Linked DNA regions of Mus musculus: region 2 is linked to region 1. Evidence: chromatin contacts called from public promoter capture Hi-C data. All regions are on one chromosome and are shown on one strand. The core of a region is the stretch at or near the end of the contact, and the rest is flanking DNA. Distances in the headings are between cores, read along the strand shown. Region 1 holds the start of Itih1 (inter-alpha trypsin inhibitor, heavy chain 1). Region 2 holds the start of Gm52147 (a long non-coding RNA gene).

The links. Promoter capture Hi-C pulls out the DNA fragments that hold promoters and counts their contacts.
Region 2: a contact with region 1 is called in a promoter capture Hi-C map of neural stem cells. The contact joins the enhancer-like site here to the promoter of Itih1 in region 1. A contact is called at or near these places in 7 of 39 promoter capture datasets (the 3T3-L1 cell line, embryonic stem cells, hippocampal neurons and 3 more), 1 of 15 datasets of contacts at CTCF or cohesin (pro-B cells), 10 of 484 Hi-C or Micro-C datasets (B cells, the Ba/F3 cell line, embryonic fibroblasts and 4 more) and 3 of 9 other capture datasets (adipose tissue, embryonic stem cells and pancreatic islet).

Annotation. Positions count from the first base shown.
Region 1 is chr14:30,940,812-30,948,085 of GRCm38.p6, reverse strand. It overlaps Itih1 (inter-alpha trypsin inhibitor, heavy chain 1), which reads left to right and starts at 4,797. Exons shown (of 22, transcript NM_008406.3): 1 at 4,797-4,927; 2 at 5,172-5,192; 3 at 5,460-5,626; 4 at 6,058-6,162; 5 at 6,442-6,604; 6 at 7,101-7,214. The coding sequence starts at 4,820.
Region 2 is chr14:30,590,481-30,597,754 of GRCm38.p6, reverse strand. It overlaps Prkcd (protein kinase C, delta), which reads left to right. Exons shown (of 18, transcript NM_011103.3): 18 at 1,730-2,401. The coding sequence ends at 1,888. It overlaps Gm52147 (a long non-coding RNA gene), which reads right to left and starts at 1,125. Exons shown (of 3, transcript XR_003951217.1): 1 at 1,059-1,125; 2 at 865-945; 3 at 198-267. Within about 2 kb of position 4,319, at least 205 of the 459 cell types and tissues checked have an H3K27ac peak or open chromatin away from gene starts, as enhancers often do. A contact at or near this core is called in B cells, the Ba/F3 cell line, adipose tissue and 5 more, where this site is marked.

The DNA.
Region 1 (7,274 bases), core at 3,548-6,047:
AATTGTCCTTCGACCTCCACATGCACATACACAGTAGCACAAGCACACACACACACACACACACACACACACACACACAATTGATAAATTAAAAAAAAATAAAAGTAGTTGGGTATAGTGGCACAGTGTGAAATCTCAGCATTCAGGAGGCAGAGGCAGGAGAATTTCCAGTTGAAGGACAGCTTGAGCTATTTAGAGAGACTGAAAAAAAGTATAAGCTTTATTCTTTGCATATTTTGGCACAATAAAAAAGTTACTTTTAAGCGTTTTTTATTTATTTTTATTGAGTTTTATTTGTTTTGTTTGCTTGTTTGTTTGTTTGTGATATAGGATTTCAGGATCTTCTGGCTGTCCTGGACCTTACAACATAGTCCAGGCTAGCCTAAATTCACAGAGATCTGCCTACCTCTGCATCCTAAGTACTGAGGTTAAAGGTGTACACCATCACACCTGGCCAGAGTTTTAGGCTATAAAGTCAGGTATAGAGCAATTTTCCAACCTTTCTTTCAATATCACCTTAAGGAGACTTTTGTTTGTTTGGTTTTGTTTTGTTTTTTCGAGACAGGGTTTCTCTGTATAGCCTTGGCTGTCCTGGAACTCACTTTGTAGACCAGGCTGGCCTTGAACTCAGAAATCCTCCTGCCTCTGCCTCCAAAGTGCTGGGATCAAAGGCGTGTGCCATCACTGCCTGGTTTAACAGGGTTTCTTACAGAGTGCAGAGCTCATCGATTTGGCTAGGCTGGGTGACCAGTGAGCTTTGGGGATCTGCCTCCATGCCCCAGTGCAAGGCCTTTATGTGAGTCCTCAAAGATCAAACTCAGGTCCATACAGGCACATTACCATCTGATCCATGTCTCTAGGCCCTGGACAGCTTTTTCTAACCAATTCTACTTTTAGTACCACAGATATATTGTCTGTCTGTTCACATGTTGTGACTTTTTGGAGGGCTACAATCCATTGTGGTAATCTAGGGTTTAGGGTAGGCGATGTTTTGTTTTCTTTTGATTCTCTTTAAGACTCAATAGTTGCACCATCTGAGACAACATCTATTTTACTTCTCCCTAAAAAGACAACTTTTTGTTGTTGCTAGTTTTTGAGACAGGGTTTCTCTGGGTAGCCCTGACTGTCCTGGAACTCACTTTGTTGACCAGGCTGGCCACAAACTCAAAAGTCCGCCTGCCTCTGCCTCCTGAGTGCTGGGATTAAAGTCGTGTGCCTCCACTGCCTGGTTCCTAAAAGGACATCTTTGTCCTTTGGGAAATCTTCCCCATTATCCCTTTCTAGAATGTTCCAGATTCTCCTACTGTCCTGTCCACACTGGTTTTCCTTTTGAGTACTTCTGCTTTCTACTGGTTTGATGTCTCCCAGGGTTTGGTGCTGTTTGTATCTGTGCTTTAAAATGGACAGACAGAAGGACGAACAGACGGATGGGCAGGCAACAGACAGGCAGGCAGACATCCATATGCTATGTGGATGGTGAACAGCTGTTTACAGAAGTCTCACACAGCCAGCCCCATAGGGACCATGGATGAGGTGAAGAAGAAGAGCGGGGAACGAGGATGGAACAGTGTGGAGCATGGTGAATTTTTTTTTAACATCCTTTTCACATCTTTGTTTTTTCTTTGTTTTTGTTTGTTTGTTTGTTTTTTAGCACTACTCTGGATTAGACCCAGGGCTTCTCAGCTGCCCAGCAAGCAGTCTGCCACTGAGCTGCACTCCCAGCTGTATGAGTGACTTTTGCTGCCATCACTAAATATCTGCCGAGAATCCACTTAAGGGCCTTTGGCTCACAGCCTGAGGGTTCAGTCCATCATGGTGCAGAGCGCACAGCATCAGGAATGGGAGGCAGCCATCTTCCCAGGCCCTCAAGCTTAATCCTTAGCAACCTCATCTGCTTCCTGTCTATCTCCTCTTCCCATAGCCACGATTGGGCCAATCGCACTCTTCATCCTAAACATGGGGTTTGGAACAGTAGCTGACTCCTGGGGGAAGTTGAGAACAGCAATGGAATGGGGCATACAAGATGCTCACACTGGTCATTTTCCCCTCTCCTTGTCCTTTTCTGTCACCTGCCACCCCTGGAGCCAAATCAGCATGCTCCTCGTTTCCTTCTGTGAACCGGATTTGGCATGACTCATCTCTCTCAACAGCCAAGAATCTGCTTGTGTTCCTTGCTGTCCCAAGCTTCCATGGACCCTTGATCCTCAACTGATCCTCTTGCCTCAGTAGCTGGGACTGCAAATGTATACCACAGTAACTAGCTCTCAGCATTCCAGTCTTGGGCACCTCGGTGTTTTCCATCCCACAAGCTAAGGGTCTACAGATACTCCGTCTTAGTTTTTTTGAACTGTCAACTTGACAAAGCTTAGAACCACCTGAGTCTCAGTTGAGGGATTGCCCAGAGCAGATTGACATGTGGTAGTGTCTGCAGGGGGTTGTCTTGATCGTTAATTGATGTAGGAGGGCCCAGCCCACTGTGAGCAGCACCATACCTTATGCAGGTAATCTTCAGCTAGCTAAGCATGGGTCCATGAGTGAGCCACCAGGTAGCATTCTTCCATGGTTTCTGTTTCACGTTCCTGCTTGGAGTTTCTTCCCTGGCTTTCCTCGATGACGCCTTGTAACCTACCAGCTGAAAACAAGCCCTCCTATCCTCTAGTGTTTGTAACAGCAACAAACTGAAACTAGAACCCACTGGTTCCATCCAGTTGATCCTGATCACTTGCCAAAGTTCCTTCTCTCCCAATGTTCACTTTCCCAAGTGTCACACTTCCCCAGACACCTTCTGATTCCCACGGAGATGAGTTCCCAGGGTCTACAGATCTTTAGGCATCCCCAGCCTCCAGACAGTCCCTAGGATTCACTGTTCCACTGGTTTGTCTCCCTTCCCGATCATATCAGGGCAACTAAGTTCCATCATCCTTGCACCCCAGCTCCTACCATTGTGCCCAGCCCACCAGGCTCTTTTTGTGCTGCTAAAGAACAAAACAGACCCTCAAATGTACAGAAGCATGCTGACCTGTCTAATCTTCCACAAAGGCAGAAAACAGGTCAGAAGGTCACCCTGCCCCAAGGCCAAAACCCTTTTCCCAGAAGCTGCCTCTGGGAGACAAAGTCCAGGATAAGCAAACAGCTCTTCTGCAAGGTCCCCTTCATCTCACCAGGGTCACATCCCAACCCAGGTCATAGAGTGACCTAACCAAATGACTGCAGCTGTCCAGTGGATTGTCGGGGACAGGGTTTGCACATAAAAGCTGAGCCACTTGTTGGGCAAGCCAGGCCTCTGAGGACTCTCCCCTCTGGGGTCTCCACTCTGTTTTCCCGGCTTTGTGTCTCAGGGCATATGCCTACCTCTCTACATGATGGGCGCTGGAGCCTGAGACCTCAGTTCAAGTGTGGCTGTCCCAGAGACACATGACTAGACCTTAGACAGTAAAGAACAACTGCTCGAGGCTTCCAGAGGCCTTGATTCTAAGAAGGTGCTGCCATTGGTGTCTTCCATGGTGACAGCATGCTGGCCTGGTGGGAGCAGGACAAAGCTGACTTCTGTTTTTCTTTCCAAATCCAGCAAGAAGGTCAGCGAGATGATGCAATACGCCCGGAGCATGGGTCACCGCTGTGCTTCCCCCAAGCCTCCCGAATCATCAGAACCAAATGTGTCACTGGGTGTCATAACACCCAGTCACATCTGTGGCCAAAGCATGACTGGAAAGTTTGTTGAAGAATTCTGGACGAAAAGCTTCATTAAGCTTAGAAATTCTATTGTATCGCCTCTGTCCTCTTGCCAAAAGTTAACTGTATATGAGACTGGTGCTGCCTGGTACTTGAGACAGGAAAGGAAGCATTTGAGGGCTCCACAAGCCTTCTTGACGGAGTGCAGATAAATACACAAGGGCAATCTGGAGTCTGGCAGGGACTTTCCACAGCCCTGAGCTGCCTGTTTACAAGAAGAAAGTAGTAACTGCCATGGTTTTAAAAGTTATTTTTCCTACATGTGGGCCTATGCAGTACCCACAGAAACCAGAAGGGGGTGGCGGTTCCCAACACAGGGGCTGACAATTAAACTTGAGTCCCCTGGAAAGGCAGCAAGACCTCTCCGCTGTTGATCCAGCTCAGCACCCTTCCTCACCCATGTTTAAAGACAAGATCTCATATAGCCCAACTGGTTTCCCAATGTAGCTGAGGCTTGTCTTGAACTCATCCTCCTGACCCCACCTCCCTAGTGTTAGGATTGTAGGTGTGTGCCACCAAGCCTAGCTGCCATGAACACTTTTTGTTGCTTTCTCTCTCTGTGTGTCTGTCTCTCCAACCATCTCTCTCTGTATGTGTGTCTGCCTGTCTTTCTGTCTCTGTCTCTCTGTCTCTCTGTCTCTCCATCTCTCCGTCTCTCTCTCTCTCTGTCTCTCGGTCTCTGTGTGTGTGTGTGTGTGTTTGTAAGTACATTCATGCCACAACCCATAGGTGGAGGTCAGAGGATAACTTGAGGGAGTTAGTTCCAAACTCAGGTAGTCAGGCTTTATGGTAAATTTCTTTACCTGCTGAGCCATCACCCAGGATCTGCAAACTTTTTCTTCAACTTCACTTAACATGTTGAGATATATATATACATATTCCCCTAGGAATTAAATCCAGAGCTTAGTGCATGGCACCTACCAACAACGGTAGACAAACCATCTACCAGTGAGCTACGTCCCAGCTCATTGATTCCCTAAACCCTGCTATTTGCCTCCGCTGTGTCTAATGTTTAAACTGTGTTTGTCCAGCACAGTATTAACTAACAGTCTGAGGGAAGTGACGGGGAATTGAGAGCCTGGAGATCATGGAGGGTGCCACAGGGCTCCGGGTGCTGCTGTGCTTGCTGCCGCTCCTCACTCTGCAGGCCAGGCCTGCTTTGGGCTTGGCAACAGGCAGACCCAGGGGCAGTGAGGTATGTGAGTAAGCCCTTAGCATAGATAGGCAGTTGTCCCTGCACTGGGCCCCGGGGCTGCAGCTCCTGCATCAGGGACATGAGCCTCCCTCACCCACTGATCATTTCTTCTTGAAGAGGAAGCCTCCCAGCGGCAGGAGGGAGGTGGAGGAGGAGAGCACACAGACCCCATTCCCACCCTTAATAAATGGATCAGGGTCCCTGAGCGTCCCCACTCACACTTAGTGGTGGTTTTGTTTTGCAGAAGCGACACGCTGTGGACACTGTAAGTTATTTGGCCAAGGGGTCCAAGATGGGGCCCTTACTACAGGTTTGCTTTTTCCCATCCCTGTATGCCTCTGTCAGTGCAACAGGCAGGGGGCTCCCATCACTTGAAATGTGACCTCATGTCTCCAGCAAAGAAAGAGGGTCTTCTTGGGAGGTCTGGTGTATTCTTTGGGAATCTGGGCACTTTGCTCTAGAGTGGGTAGAGTCCATTATTATTATTATTATTATTATTATTATTATTAATTATTATTAGTATTATCTTCAGTCAGTCAATGGTGTGTCCATCAAGAGCTTGAAAGTCAATTGCAAAGTCACCTCTCGCTTTGCCCACTACGTCATCACCAGCCAAGTGGTCAACAATGCTGATAAAGCCAGGGAAGTGGCTTTTGATGTGGAAATCCCCAAGACAGCCTTCATCAGTGACTTTGCCATGTGCGTGCGTGCCCTGTCTAACTCTTACACTCTACTCCACTTGTGTCCACTCACCTGTTCAGCCTGAGTTCAGAGTAGTGAGATCTCACTTGGGTCATGGCCAGCCCCAGCTTAGAGGGGTAGGAGGAAAGAGGTCCATTAGAGGTCTCACCTCCCACCTTACACAGAAAATCAGAGCCTCTGACTGCTTGTTTTCAAAGCTTTTGACTTGGGGAGCAAATCCAGTGAGTGATGTGGCCTCTGTGACTATGGTTATCTACTGACTTCCTATGGGTCCTCTCAGCAGTGGACAGTAGAGGCAGCAGACAGCAGAGACTCCCTTTTCAAGGAGTTGTGTGGACAGGGTCCTAGGCTCAGAATACTCAGTACAAAGGACAACCCAGGCAGTGAAGTCAGGCCACCACTACTGGGGGCTTTTCCCTTTCATGCAGAACATCAGATGGGAAGGCGTTCATTGGGGACATAAAGGACAAAGTGACTGCATGGAAGCAGTACCGGAAGGCAGCCGTTTTAGGGGAGAGCGCTGGCCTTGTCAGGTAAGTTCCAGGCCTTAGTGGCCAAGCTTCCAGGGCTCTCCCTTCTGACCATCCAGGATGGAGCTGGGGACTGTGAGGAGGGAGCACCTCCAGGAGGATGGAAGCTTGAGTAAGCCTGTCTAAGCTGGCATCTGGGGCTAGGGTGGGGTACATCCTTGAGCTCTTGCCTTGGGGGGGGTGGTGTGATAATAAGAGGAACTGGTTCTGAGGGACAAGCTTTAGGTGTTGAAACTGTACATGTCACCCTTTGCCTATTGCTGCCTCTGGTGACATGTTCAGAGCCTCGGGCAGAAATATGGAGCAGTTCACCATCCATATCACTGTTGGAGCCCAGAGCAAGGCCACGTTCCGGCTCACCTATGAGGAGGTACTAAAGAGGAGACTGATGCAGTATGACATCACCATCAAAGTCAGACCCAAGCAGCTGGTACAGCATTTTGAGGTACTTTGCAAGTTCCCAGACAGGATTCCTCACGTTCTTTCTCCCACCCCCAATCCCACACCAACTGTGGCTTTCAGCAATGGTTCAGCCCTCTCCCTTAGCCCAGGCCCAAAAAATACAAGGAATGAGAGTGAGTCCTTAGGACGGGTTCCTGTGGGCTCTTCCGCAGCAGGAAGCCCCTTGAATCTCCCAGCTTTCTTGTCATCCATGATCCCCCAATTTCTGTACCTGCTAAATACATCCCTGCATTTCCCAAGACTGCCACCAGATTACAAAAAGTACTGACACTTATGTGTCAGTCAGCAGGAGGGGCCAAGTTGAAGGGTTCAGGCATGGGCATCTTTCAGTCAGTATTTCTGGACTGACTATGATGAGCCAGGCCCTGCTAAGGGCTGGGTGGATCCTGCACACAGTAGAAAGGCAGATCCACAGGGCTCTTGGCTGAAATTTGGTGCTAGCCCACATGGGCCTTAGCACAGAACTGGCTTCCATGCAGATCGATGTGGACATCTTTGAACCCCAGGGGATCAGCAAGCTGGACGCTCAGGCCTCCTTCCTCAGTGAGGAACTGGCTGCTCAAACCATCAAGAAGTCTTTCTCAGGGAAAAAGGTATGTGAAGAACAATGGGATGGGGATGGGACCTTAGAGACTTCTCAGCTCAACTCAGCC
Region 2 (7,274 bases), core at 3,070-5,569, 350 kb after region 1:
AGTAGGAACCAGAAATGCAGGACCAGAGTGGTCTGTGAGGATGCTTTGGACGAACTGGTATATGGGAGTGGGGCTCAGCTGTCAGACAGGGAGAGGGCATCCCAGGTGGTGAGCTGATCTGTATCACTGGGACTGGCTGAGATAAGTAGATCACGGCACCGGGAAGCTGGAACCTGCTGGGTGTGTACATCAGTGTGCTGTAGTCCTAATGCTCAGAGGGATACAGGAGCTTCCTGACTTCAAACCCACTTCCCAGCACGATCCTGTCTTTAAAAAAAAAAAAAAGAAGAAGAAGTTAGGGCACAGTGTCCCTTTTGTGGTCATAGCTCCTTCTCTGGCTACCTTTTCTCTCACTTGTCTTCTGCCAGGACATACTGTTCTCACTGGGCAGTCTGGCCTGCCCCACATTTGTGCTTGAGATAGCAGAACACTTCCCCCCCGTGGAAGTCATAATCAAAGGCTCCCTGACCAGGGTGACAGGCTGGCTCAGCTATAAGGGCAGTATATGGCTCTTGCTCCCCAGTTATTCCTCCACTCAGTGGACATGTGAGCAGCCTCTGCCTCTGGGGGCTGAGCAGGACAGTGGGCTTTCAGGCCTAAGAGTGGGGCCTCACAGGAAGTGGGCCCAGGGGCTCTGGTGTACCTATAGCTCATGGCAGAGTACTCCCCCAGCCGGTCAGCGTCCTCCCCAAGTAAAGGTCAAAATGAAAGACCAAAACCAGGCATGGTAGGTAGGACATAGCTATAATCCCAGCCCTTGGGAGGTAGAGGCAGGAAGAGCAGGGGTTCAGGGCCAGCCTCAGTTGCATGAGACTGTCTTGAAAGAGCAAAAACAAGAACAAAAACCAGATTCTGATCTTTTACCTGTCAAGACTCTCCAGAGTGAGAGCTGATATGGCTGAGCCTGTTTTGCTGCAGATGCAGTAGTCGCCGTTGTCTCTGGGACTGTGGTGTGAGAAGAGAGAAGGGTGCTCACCTGTTACTATCTTATCCAGTCCTCGGGGGCAGGCAGTGAATTAGGAACTTTCCTTATAAACATCCTAAGAATAAACACTTACAGTTTTGCAGCCCTGTGCTCAGTGCAGCCGCCTTCCTTGTTCTGCAGATGGGTGTGGCTGTGTAGTCATAAAACTTGATTTGTGGGCACAGGTGTTTGCATTTGACTTCATTTTCATATGCCATTGGATAGTCTTTTTTTTTTTTTTTTTCCTCCCAACCATTTAAAATCATAGAGGCTAGAGCTGTAAGTGGTGGTGTGTAGCGGTTCTAGTGTTTGGGAGGCTGAGGCAGGAGGATCATGATTTTGTAGACAGCATGGGCTACATAATGAGACTTTTGTTTCAAAAATACCAAAACTAAAACCAACTATCTAAAAATAGTGAAAGCTATTCTTAACTTATAGACCTCCATTAAGAGCAGAGCAGGAGATCTGAGGCCCATAGGCCGTTGTTGACTGGCCCTGCTCTGCAGGATGTCCCAGGATATCCCCTGTCCTTACTTCCCCAGTGCTCCCTGCCTGCCTTCCTCACCTCTGGGGAATAGCATTCCCCTGTGATGGCACTGTCCTTGGGTTACCAGTGACATCCTCTTTCCCAACTGAGCTGACTGCCCTGGCTTGCCCCAACAAGGGCCCCAGAAGCCTGGGCGCCTTGCCATGTCTTTGAAGGCAGACCTTGGAGACACCCTTTCAGTCAAGTCACTCTTACCTGCCACTGCCTTTTGCCCACAGAAATCCCCTTCAGACTACAGCAACTTTGACCCAGAGTTCCTGAATGAGAAACCTCAGCTTTCCTTCAGTGACAAGAACCTCATCGACTCTATGGACCAGGAAGCCTTCCATGGCTTCTCCTTTGTGAATCCCAAGTTTGAGCAATTCCTGGACATTTAATTAAGCTCCCAGACCTGCTTTAAACGCCCTGGCAGAGTAGGCCCGTCTGCCCTGGTTTGCACCGCATTGCCCGTGGAGAACAGTGGGTGACTGGCTGATTTCTGCTGCCACCCCCTCCTCCTTGGAGAGTCCGGCTCCTGCTGGCTGGGCTCACAGTACTTCCTCTGTGAACTGTTTGTGAATTTGCCTTCCCTTTGCCATCAGAGGGAAACTGTAAATCCTGTGTTTCATTACTTGAATGTAGTTATTGAAATATATATTATATATATGCACATATATATAATAGGCTGTATATATTGCTCAGTATAGAAAGCATGTAGGAGACTGGTGATGTGTTGACCTTTTTAAAAAAAAACATATGTATATGTGTGTATATATATATACACACATATACATATATATGTGTATGTATGTACGTATGTATATATATATGACCAAAAGAAAAGAAGAGCACAAGCTGTCTGAACCACAGGTTCTTTTATGTGTGTCTAAATAAACACTGAATGGTACCAACCTGGCTGTGGGGACATTTATGTCCCAGGAAGTTGGTAGCAGGTGCTCCTGCCACCGTTGGCTGCAGTGGCAGACCCCTGGGTCTTCATGCAAATGTGTTTGTGTTTAGGGGTTTCCTTTTGCCCCAGGGCCCTGGCACTGCAGGAACCACAGATGTCTCTGTGGGGTTATGGTAGGAGGTGAGATGGGCTGTAATCTGTGACTGGGTAGAGAGGGCCAGCCCAGAAGTTCGGAGAGGCAGAAGGCCAGACCGGAAAGGAGGATCAGAGGCACAAAGCTGGAAGTGTGTCTCAATACTCAAGTTTGCTTAAGTGCTTCATGTTTTGAGACAGGGTCTCTCTGTGTAGTCTTGGCTGATCTCCAGCTTGCTCTGTAGTTCAGGCTGGCCCCACAGAGGTCCTTCTGCCTCTGCCTCCTGAGTGTCACCACACTTGCCCAAAACTACACATCTTTTTTACTGTTTATCTTCATTCTTGGGACAGGGGTCGGCATCTACGTTCTAAAATGATCCCACAGGAGTCCCTGCCTGGCTGGAGAAGAGAGGGGCAGGGTGGGAGAGAAAATGCTTAGTGCCTGGATGGGATGTTTCAGTATGCTGACCAAACCGACTGCACAGTCAAGGAGTCTGGCTCTAAGACACAGCAGTACCTGGCAGCTGCCTGCGAGCCAGCGTGGCCATGTTGTGCAGGAGCTCCCTGACTGGGCTCTCTTCACCGCTTCCATGCCTCCCATTCTGTAAGCTTCTAGTTTGTCCCTTCCCCCACTGGACTGCTCCTGCCTGCAGCCTGGGGCACCGTTCTCAAACAGGGCCCTCCCTTGGGCCCCTCTGGTCCAGCCCCTGGGACCCAGCTGGCTCTTTGTCCTGGAGGTGGATGAGGCAGTCCTAGCTCCTGATTGGCTGGTCCAGTAGCCGTGCTACTGACTGCCAGCAGTTCATTCTTTTGGGCTGAGGTACAAATTTCCACAGCTTGAGAAGGCAAGATGGACTGAAACTGCCCAAGGAAGAGGGTTGTGGGGATGGGAGTATAGTTCTGTCCTCTCAGGAAGACACGCTGCCTCTCATTGTACCTGTGATGGGCCAGCCTGGACACTGGAAGCAGTGACATTGGTCCTCACAATATGACATGGTGACACTGGAATAAGGAAGGGAGGTGCCTAGGGTCCCCCGTGTCCTGCTTCTGCTATAGCATGCAAAGATCTCCAGCACTTCCATGAACCAGGGCAATAGTGAGAGCACAGAAGTTGTGCTGGTGCTCACATTTGGGGGCTCCCACCATCTTGCCACTCTAAGCAGGGCCTGCCCGGCACACAGCTTTACATTCGATGATGGGTCTCCTCCCCCTGCGGAAGGGAGGGAGAGTTAGGTTGTTTCTCAGCTTCAGGCAGTGAGGAGTGCTGAGAACACAGAATCTAGAAAAGTAGCCAAAGGTTTGAGTTTCACTATGCTGCCACACACTGGCTGAGTTCCTTGTCAGCCTGTCTCTTCGCTGGTAGAGGGAAGCACTAATCGGTGCTGCCTTGTGAATGGCTGGTTTGGGAAGGCTTCACACACGGCTTCACAGTGGCTGGTGCCTGTGGGGCCTGCCTCAGGAAGCCCTCACTTGCTGTGGGAAGCAGCTCTCAGGGACACTGCCTCTGCCTGGATGCCTGGAAGGCCACATGTCTTGTCTGTAGACCTGTTCCCAGCTCTTGAGTAGGTGCCAGGCCTGGCTCATTGGCCAGGAAATGCCTCTCATGCTAGGCTCAAAGCCACTTTCCCTAGCATCTAAGGGTCTGGAAGCAGGCAGAAAGCCCTTGCCAAGTGGATATACAAGCAGCAGGAAGCCCAGCCGTCGTAAAGGACAGAGCAAGCAGCCCGCTCAGTACAGGACGGGGCACTGCAGATGCTCAGGAGCCTGGGAGCAGAAGCCCAGCCTCTGCAGTCAGAATGCCCTGGTTTAAATGCTGTGTGTCCTAGTGACCTCAGCAAGTGACTCAGTCTCCCAGGACCTCAGTTTCACTTCCTCATTGAAGGATGGGGCTGACCATGGTATTGCCGTTGGCTATGATGACACAATTCTGTTTATATGTATTGCATACACAGCAGCCACTGTGACCCTGCCCCTCAGGGGAGAAGACACCTTCTACCCCACACTGGATGACTGCAGGTAGACAACTAATAGGTATCTACCTAGTCATTCAATGCTCCCCCTTCAGACAGGTACTCAAGACCCTCATGCCCAGACTTGCCGGAATGCCTGCTTCTGCCCATGGTAACTGAAGGAGACAGGAAGTGAGCAAAAGCCTGGGCATTTGAGGAGCTGCTCAAGGATTCTCCCAACAGGTGCAGGGCCGAGAGTTCTGCAAAGAGAGCAGAAGGGAACCAGTGGCTCGGTGGGATTCCACTTTCTTCCTTCCACGTGCCTGCTTTACACTGTGTTTTTATTCTTAAATGTGTGTGTGTGTGTGTGTGTGCGCGCGCACGTGCACATGCACATGTAAGAACAGGTGGCCCTCAGACCAGAAGAATCAGATCCCTGGAATCACAGGGAATTGTTAGCTGTAAATGTATTTCTGGGAGTTTTCTTCTATGTGACTCCTTGTTCCCATGTAAATGTCACAGAGACCTTATATTTATTAATAATCTGCAAGCACTAAGCTGGGCAGGTTCTGAGCTATCCTAGCCCAGCTGTGCTGGCCCAGATTACTTCCCAAACAGGCCAATTACTTGCCATCTGAGTCTTGCCCTCCTGGCTCGCTCTGGTCCATGTGTGTCCTCATGGCTGCTCTCTCATGGGGACCTCATAGTGAATCCTCCTGGTCCTCCTCTTTCTCCCTCTCTGTCTCTCTCCATCTCTCTGTCTGTCTCTCTCTCTCTTCCTGCTTGGGACTTGCTCACTGGGATTGGAAATCCTGTCCTATTCTCTTCTCCTGTCCAGCTACTGTCCAGCTGATGGACACTTTGTTAGAAAACAGTCTTTACACATCATTGAGACAGGAGATGCTCCAATAATCGTGACAGTGCCAACGTCTGAACTACAACCAGGTCCCTGGGCACAGAAGTCAGCATCTGAAATACAGTACACAAAACCATCCCCTAATAAGAGCCACTTTGGATGATGGTAGCCAAATTCAGGTCCTCAGAAAGAGCAGTCCATACTCTTAACCATTGAGCAACTTCTCAAAGCCCAAATGTGCTCGCTTCTGAGGGCACTGGCAGCTGGGGGTACAGGGCAGAGCTACAGAAAAGAAATGCCTGAGCGAGTGGATGGATATGTAGACAGATGGATGGATAGAAGGACCAGCTAGACTTTAGATGTGTGTTAGGCTGCCTGGAATTCAGCAGTGCATACTGATAAAAGGTACATATCTTTCATACCAAGTTCTTAGCAGGGGTCGCGGTTCTGGCTGAGTCCTGGAACCCAGTTCCCGGGTTAGCCACGTCTAATAACACTGTCATCTTGGAGGAGGCCCAGGCATCATATTTTGAAAGCTCTCCTGATATGTATGTGCATCAGGACCGAGAGCAAGCTAGGCGAGGTAGGAATCTGCATATTGCCCAGTGAAGCTAGGAAAAGCTGCCCAGAAAGCCACACCTTGGAAATCAAGTCAGCGCTGCCAGACCAGCCCATTGTGTGGAGGAGTATTGGCTTCTGAGCCCGTGGAGCACTGCTACGTGTCTAAGACAACAGACAGAAAAACCGAGGGGTCTGTGAGATGGCCACTTGGCAGGGCAACATCGCCCACTGCCTGGCTGGGCTACATCGCCCCCTGGTGGATGCCATCTTGCAGGCACTGCAGAGACTGCCTACCATCAGTCTTCATGCCAGGGACAGTGCTGAACACTTTAAACAGTCTCTGACTGCTGGGGACCCAGAGAAACATAAGCAATAATATCTCTCCTTACATAAACAATTATCTGTTTTGTCTCAGAGGATAGTGTTCATCCTAACATGGTGCCCATAGTTCCCAACAGGTCCCCATTAATGTATGTAGGACTGATGCGAGTCGGAGGTCCACATTTTCTAATAGAGAGGTTCTAATAGAGGAAATGAGGCTGCATTCAGATTTGCCAGTGTGGGGAGGGATCCAGGACTTCCCATGGCTGCCCTTGGCCTGACTTTACCAGGACTTAACTTTCAGCTCTCTCTGGCACCTGCTTCCACTTTGGAACCATCAAAGCTGGACAGGGCTTCTGTACCCCTCCTGACCCCCGACTGTGTCTGCGTAGCAAATGACCTTGGATGACGACTGCTTGTGGGAGACCAGAGGCTGGGCCACCTTGTTTGCTCTTCTGAATCCTAACCGCCTGGCCAGAGCCCTTTTATCCCCTTAGGAGGGAAGACAGCGCACGCAAGATCTGAAAACACAGAAGGGGACCAAGGACAGAGAAATGTTCCTAAAGTGGGAAGCCTGGCCCAAGTTACCATGACTCAGATGGCGTTAGGCTCCTGATGTCCTGAGGTCACAGGCATTCTCTGAGTCTCATCAGCTGATCTACTTTTGCCCTCCACAGCTATATCCTCTGTGATTTCAGTCTTTGAACCTTAATATCTGTTCCTAAATCGGGCTCTTTAAGTGGGCCTTAGAAGACGCACAGTTTTCTCCCTCTGCCTGCGTTAAATACATACTCAGGAAGCCCTGACATTTGCTTCTCAGCCCACGTTAAGTGCTACACAAAGGCCAAGGCCTGTGGGGAAGTACTTTCTTCCGAAAGGCCTGTTGGGAGTCGATCTTACCGATTTCACTTGGGATGGAGGACACATGGGCTGTGGGTGGCGTTGGTGTGAGTGCTATGTGCCTAATTTCTTATGGTCCTTGGCAGGAGTGGGTGCCTGCTGTGGGCCAGGAGTTTAAGGGGTATCACTTGGGCCATCATGTGACAGATACGAAT